Linked DNA regions of Hordeum vulgare: region 1 is linked to region 2. Evidence: chromatin contacts called from public Hi-C data. All regions are on one chromosome and are shown on one strand. The core of a region is the stretch at or near the end of the contact, and the rest is flanking DNA. Distances in the headings are between cores, read along the strand shown.

Region 1 (3,065 bases), core at 464-2,963, 53 kb before region 2:
CCCGAGGTGCAGCAGTGCAGCACTGCCTAGCTTGCCGTAGGATCGTCGCCGCAGCGTTGTCACGGCAGACGGAGAATGACACGACACGACCGACCGAACTGGAAACCCAACAGCATCACCACTCACATCAACTGTACATCCTCTCGAGTTAGCACAGCACAGCACAGCGCAGCGCGTGCTCCGGTTGCAAGGTCCCGGCCAAGTTGTTTGTTCAACTGGTCGACCGATCTCGTACGTTTGTTACCTTACCATGGTCAGTGACCAGTTCGTTTGGGCGTTCTGCAAAATATTAGGGTTATACGTACAGGCAGCCACTGTATTGTTTACGTTTTCCTCGCACATCTAGTGGCGGCATGGAACTCGTAAACAAACTTTGGTTCCTGCAGCCACAGTAGTGCCGTCTTCCAGATTTGTTAAATCAAACTACCAGTAGTAGTGCCCTCTTCCGTATTTATGTTAAAAGTAATCAAACAAAACTAATAGTACCAGTAGCGCCGGCAAAAGCAAGCATGGAACGAGCCTGCATAAGAGCTAGTGTTGTTCAGTGCACCACTCCATGCATGCACCTTCCTAAGTACTCCCTCCGTTTCTAAATATAAGTCTTTTTAAAGGTTTATTATTAGACTATATACGGATGTATATAGACATACTTTAAAGCATATATTCAATCATTTTGTTCCGTATGTAGCCTTCTAGTAAAATCGTTTAAAAAAATTATATTCACGAACGGAGGGAGTACAAAACTACGCCTTTTGGCTTACACAAAACTGGATATTCCTCCCTCGCCATAGGCCATGCACATGCCATGCTTGAGCCGAACCAGATGCGATATTTTCATGATTTAAATTTCACATCAGATTGAACAGTACAATACTCTCTGTGATGCTAGTTGGGCGGCCCGGGCTAGGCGGCGGTTTGCCGTGTCATTTTCCTCCGGAGAATCATGGTCCCGAACGCCATTTCGTGCTGCACGGACACTTAGCTTAATTGGTCCACTTAGCTTAATTTTCGGCGCCTACATTACACATTAGTCTTTCTGACAACAGTTTACGAAAGCAAAATAAGCTACTCAAACCATCCGACTGAACAAGAATGGAGCCACCCGGTGTTTACCTCCAAGCTCGATGCATTTTCTTCCTTTTTCAAGTACTACGGAGATTTAAGCTCGTTGCTATAGACCTATATACTCCCTCCGTTTGTAAATATAAGTATTTTTAGATATTTCATTAAAGGACTACATACGGAGTAAAATGAATGAATCTATACTCTATAGTATGTCTATATACATCCGTATGTAGTCGCTTTAGTGAAACCTCTTAAAAGACTTATATTTAGGAACGGAGGGAGTATAAGTCTTTTAAATGATTTCACTAGGGTCCACATACAAGTAAAATGAATGAATGTATATGTCTATATACATCCGTGTGTAGTCCGTTAGTAAAACCTCTAGAAAAGACTTATATTTAGGAACGGAGGGAGTAGTAGATAAATGTACAGTACTTATTACTGACTCGAGGTGTGCAACTGCATTTTTTTTCCTTAGCCGGAGCAGATCAAATTTTGGTTCCGATCGCCGGCTCCTGGAGGTTGTCAACAGCCGCCTGAGTGCCGCCTCGAACTGGCCTCTCCGTTGGGCGCCGCTAGGGGTCGTGCCCTGCCTGCGCGTGGCGGTCCGTCCGCACGGCGGCGCCGTTGATGCAGACCCACATGTCAGGCTCCACGAACTCCTGTCCCGGCGAAAAAACACGCCCCGCCAGCTTGTGGCATGCAGTACCCACCAGCTCAACGTACGACACCACGATTCCGTCAGGTCCCGGCCGCCATGGAAAAATGCTCCAAGATTCGGATCTCCGAGGGCCCGGGAGAAGGACGCCTTTGTTGGACACATCCTGCGTGTGGCCATGGAGATGGAGACGGAGATACGGGCACCTTGCCATTCACGCTCGCCGTACAAACGCATGCCACACACGGGGATTCTGGCAGGATAAGCAGACGGTCCCGGCCGACCTACCGAGATAGCTCAGCCTCAGCAGCGTCGAGGTCTCCCTGCTGTTCTCCACTGCCGGGCATGCATGGTTATCTTTGCTACCGGCGAGGCCTGGTTCGCCGGAGAGTTGTTACGGCTCATCCATAATCAGGGCAACAAACATCGTGTGGTTTTCAGGAGAGGACACGGCCAGACGAGCGGCTGAGAGCGAGCCATGCAGCGTAGTACCTACACCTAGGAAACCCACAGCCCAGTCACGTCTTGTGTCGTCTTGACTAGGAGCACGGTGCCTTTCACGGCGCACAACGCATAGGCCATACGGAACCTTAGCGTCCCACTGTATGAAAGAATCCATATCTGCGGGAAACGACACAAAACTTTTAGACTTTTGTACTGCCTGCTACGTTGATGCCTCGACGCATGGCTTGTTCCACGATCATGTGTCGACCGCATGAGCATTTAGGAGCAACCCGCCGATCCAAACGGGAATGCTTTTGTCCGTATTTTATCCATTTTGAACCGTGAACATCCGTGTCCGTTTTTATAATTGGATAGACACTTGCGTCCAGGACAATCAACGGTTCCAACGATTTATTTTTAGATGGTGCAAAAAATATTTTAAAATATAATAAATCATTAATTAAACATTTAAGCCGGACTGAAAGACCCACGATAATCCATATTACATTTAAAACATAAAATTCAATAAACTAAAAACGAAGAGGCGCACTGCCCTAGACCTCCTCCTCGTCATGACCGGTGAGGTCGACGAGCGTCGTTGTCGGGCCAGCCAGGGGAACGCCGTCTCTCAAGCGACGGAGGCGACGTCGTCCGACGGTGGTTGCACCGACGTTCGCTCGACATCGCGTCGCTCCTCCTCCTCAGCTTTGGTCTCGCGCTCCAGCGCGATCCGCCGGGCCTCTGCGCCCTCCTCTGACCCCCGCTGCTACCATCAATGCTCCAGATAGGCCACCTCCTGCACCGACATCGCACCCTACCAGAAGGGGTGGCGCGCTGACACACTCGTGCATCATCCCGTCCCAAGCGTACATCTTTGGCTTGAGGCGGGTGACAGCAG
Region 2 (3,087 bases), core at 127-2,626:
CTAGCTAGTAGCTAGCAGATTATAATTAGGGGATATCTCATCTGATCATCATCTGATGGATGGCACGGACGTGGCAGCTGGTCTGGCCATGCATGCATGACCGGTCTGGAGCTAATCCAATATGGCGTAGGCAAGTGCAAGTTGAGATGTACTCTGAAGAAGTAATGTTATTTCCAGATTAAGCTTATCTCCCGCACCGTCATTGGTCAATGGGTGAGCTAGCATGCTTAGCGGCAGCGAAAATAACAGGAGGAAAAAGTAATAATAACACGAGACTCCTCAAATCATTCCATCCGTTTTTAACGTGCCAATAATGATGGACTATGGTCGGGTTCACAGAGCATTGACCGTCATATATTTGCCACTTCCTGACGTATATGATGCTAATAACCATGGAAAGTTCCCTTCTACTCCCTTCGTTAATTAATATAAAAGTGTTTAGATTATTAAAATAATGATCTAAATGCTTTTATATTAGTTTACAGAGGAAGGACACCCAAGCTTAAATGAGTTTAAGATGAACAGTAACTAAAAAACCCTTCTAAAAGGTGTTAAAAACTCTGATTTTTTTATAGCGAACTTTGATTAATGTTCTAAAAGCTTCCAAAAGTTTATTATGAGATGATAAGAAGCCGTGTAAAAAATCAGTGCTTCAAAATGCTTTGAAAGTTGCATTTTCAAGGTATTGATTTTTTTTGCTTGTGACATTCAAAAATGTGATTTTATAATGGAATATTACGAGCTTCTAGAACATTTGTTAAAGTTTTACAAAAAAATCATATGTTTTTAAATATATTTTTGAATTTACTGTTCAAAGGAGATCGGATGCAAAAACGATCAGGTTCCATAACCATGGACTATGGTCGGGTTCATAGAACATTGACTATATGCGCCCACGTTTATTTCACGATCAGAAACTCGGATGAGAACTATGATCACAAAATCGGCCAGATGCCCATTAGGTGATCGCTACCTTGAAGACACGCGGAACAGGGCATACTTTTACATCACGAGACATCTACAATTTTTGCTGCGCTTGCTCCCAGGAGGAACTACTAGAAAGTTTCAGCGTGTGGTACTGTTTTTTAAAAGGGTTGGATCTACGATGAGAATTTTTGACGTTGCAGACGCACTCTTTTACTCTTGTCCAGATGAGCTGCACCTGATGGTAGTACTGCAGATTCTTTACCGTTTTACCAGGCCGTACGCACACAGAGGATCCAGCAGATCTAGAGCGACTGACATGATCCGCCATTGCCAGCTGCAACGCCACCGAAAAACCGGTATGCCGACGAGGGATGGGATCTGGGAGGATCTCTGCGCTGGGCGCCACCAGCCGCAACCACGACACCTTCCTCGGTAACGGCGCCGAGGTACCACGACGTCCACCACCACCAACAACTCGCCGTCTGATGGACAGACGCGTAAAGGCAGGGGAATCTCGCTTGAGTTCTCGCCGGACCTGGCCGACCAGCGACCAATCGAGCCGGCGGCCGACCAAGCCGGGCAACGGACAGCCGTTGGTTTGCCCTGACCATGCATGCGCGGTCGATTTTAAAGAACAAAAGCGTCCAGCACTAGCAAGCTCCTTGTGTGCCTGCGCTCCAGTTCGTTCAGTGAATCCCGAGGTGCAGGGCTGCCTAGCTTGCCGTAGGATCGTCGTGTCTTTCGGCGCAAATTTGGCACGGGCGGTGACACGATCGACCAAACTGGAAACACAACGGCACAGGCTGTTGCTTAATTACAGACCACGACGGCAGTACATCGTCTCGAGTTTAGCATAGCACAGTGCGTGCGTGCTCCGGCTGCACGGCCAACAGGCCAAGCAAGTGGTGGGTCTGTTGCAACAGCATTCGGTTGATTGGTCGGCCACGTTGTTTGTTTAACTGATCGACCTCGTGCGGTCGTGCCGTGGTCATGACCAATTCGTTTGGAAGTTCTGCAAAAAATTAGGATCACGCATACCTTGTATTGTCAAGTAGTGCCGTCTTCCATATTGCTCTTACAATAAAGCTAACACTACGTACTGCCGTCTTCTGTATTTCTTCTTACAAGAGCGGGGGTGTTGTTCAAAGCACCATCCGATTGCCATTTCAAAACTACCACTTCCATGCAGGCTGCGGTACTACTTGAGCATATGCACGTGCATGCCTCTGAGACTGAATGGAACAAACTCAGCCTTACTTTTTAATTTCACCTTGTCAGTTTGAATACAATACTCTGCGGGATGCTAAGCGGCAGTTTGTCTTGTCTCTTTCCTCCGGAGAATTAGGATCTGGAATGGTGCACGGTCGCTTAAAGCAAGTATAATAAAAATGAGTCAGCTGGCTATAAGAAATAAACTAATATATTTTTATTTAGTTAGAGGAAAGAGAAAAAGAGAGAGAAGGTAAGAGCAAGTAGAACAGTAGAACCGGTTGCCGGCTGTAAGCTCATGCCATGTCACCTATAACCCATCTTAGGCTGCTCATAATGGGGAGTAACTAGGAGTAGTAACATAATGTTGTTACTACTCTATGTTACTACCTCCATAGTGGGGAGTAACATACATGTGGTGTCATGCAAACTAGCATTTATTAGGTTATAGACACATAATGCATTGAAATATGTGATGTGATGGTAACTAGCTATGTTACTACCACCATCTCTCTCCGCATTAATTACTTGCCACGTCAGATTTTTTACCTACGTGGCGTTGATGTTACTACTTAGTTACTTCCCACTAGTCTTATAGCTAACATGTACAATAGTTGGTTAGAAGAGTGTACTACTTATTTAATATATGGTCCATCTTTCATACTCATAAAGTGCCTAGAAGCACGTGCTAGACAGTCCACATTAAAACGTCAGTCTACCGTCGCGTTGCTGATTCACGTAGAAACGTCACTGATGTTGGCGTTGCTACCCACGCGTCAAACGCCATGAACGGTGGCGTTTCAGCGCTACTAGCTGACCAATCGAGGTTGTAGCAATAGCACTCACCTGCATGAATCATTAATGGAGCAAGCCACGGCGCCATATATTATTTGTGTACTAGGTACTACTCCTACTACCATGGCGTTGCCATATGACATGCAACGTCAAAGT

What was found. A called contact is a pair of places that touch in the nucleus more often than the background predicts.
Region 1: a Hi-C map of seedling shows a contact between it and region 2, with 4 times the contacts expected there. The contact joins two enhancer-like sites. A contact is called at or near these places in 2 of 6 Hi-C or Micro-C datasets (leaf and seedling).

What each region holds. Positions count from the first base shown.
Region 1 is chr2H:633,697,924-633,700,988 of MorexV3_pseudomolecules_assembly, reverse strand. No RefSeq gene overlaps it. Among protein-coding and RNA genes, the nearest start is that of LOC123428130, 8.3 kb to the left of the region's middle. Within about 2 kb of position 1,713, at least 3 of the 3 cell types and tissues checked have open chromatin away from gene starts, as enhancers often do. A contact at or near this core is called in seedling, where this site is marked.
Region 2 is chr2H:633,644,355-633,647,441 of MorexV3_pseudomolecules_assembly, reverse strand. No RefSeq gene overlaps it. Among protein-coding and RNA genes, the nearest start is that of LOC123428129, 44 kb to the left of the region's middle. Within about 2 kb of position 1,376, at least 2 of the 3 cell types and tissues checked have open chromatin away from gene starts, as enhancers often do. A contact at or near this core is called in seedling, where this site is marked.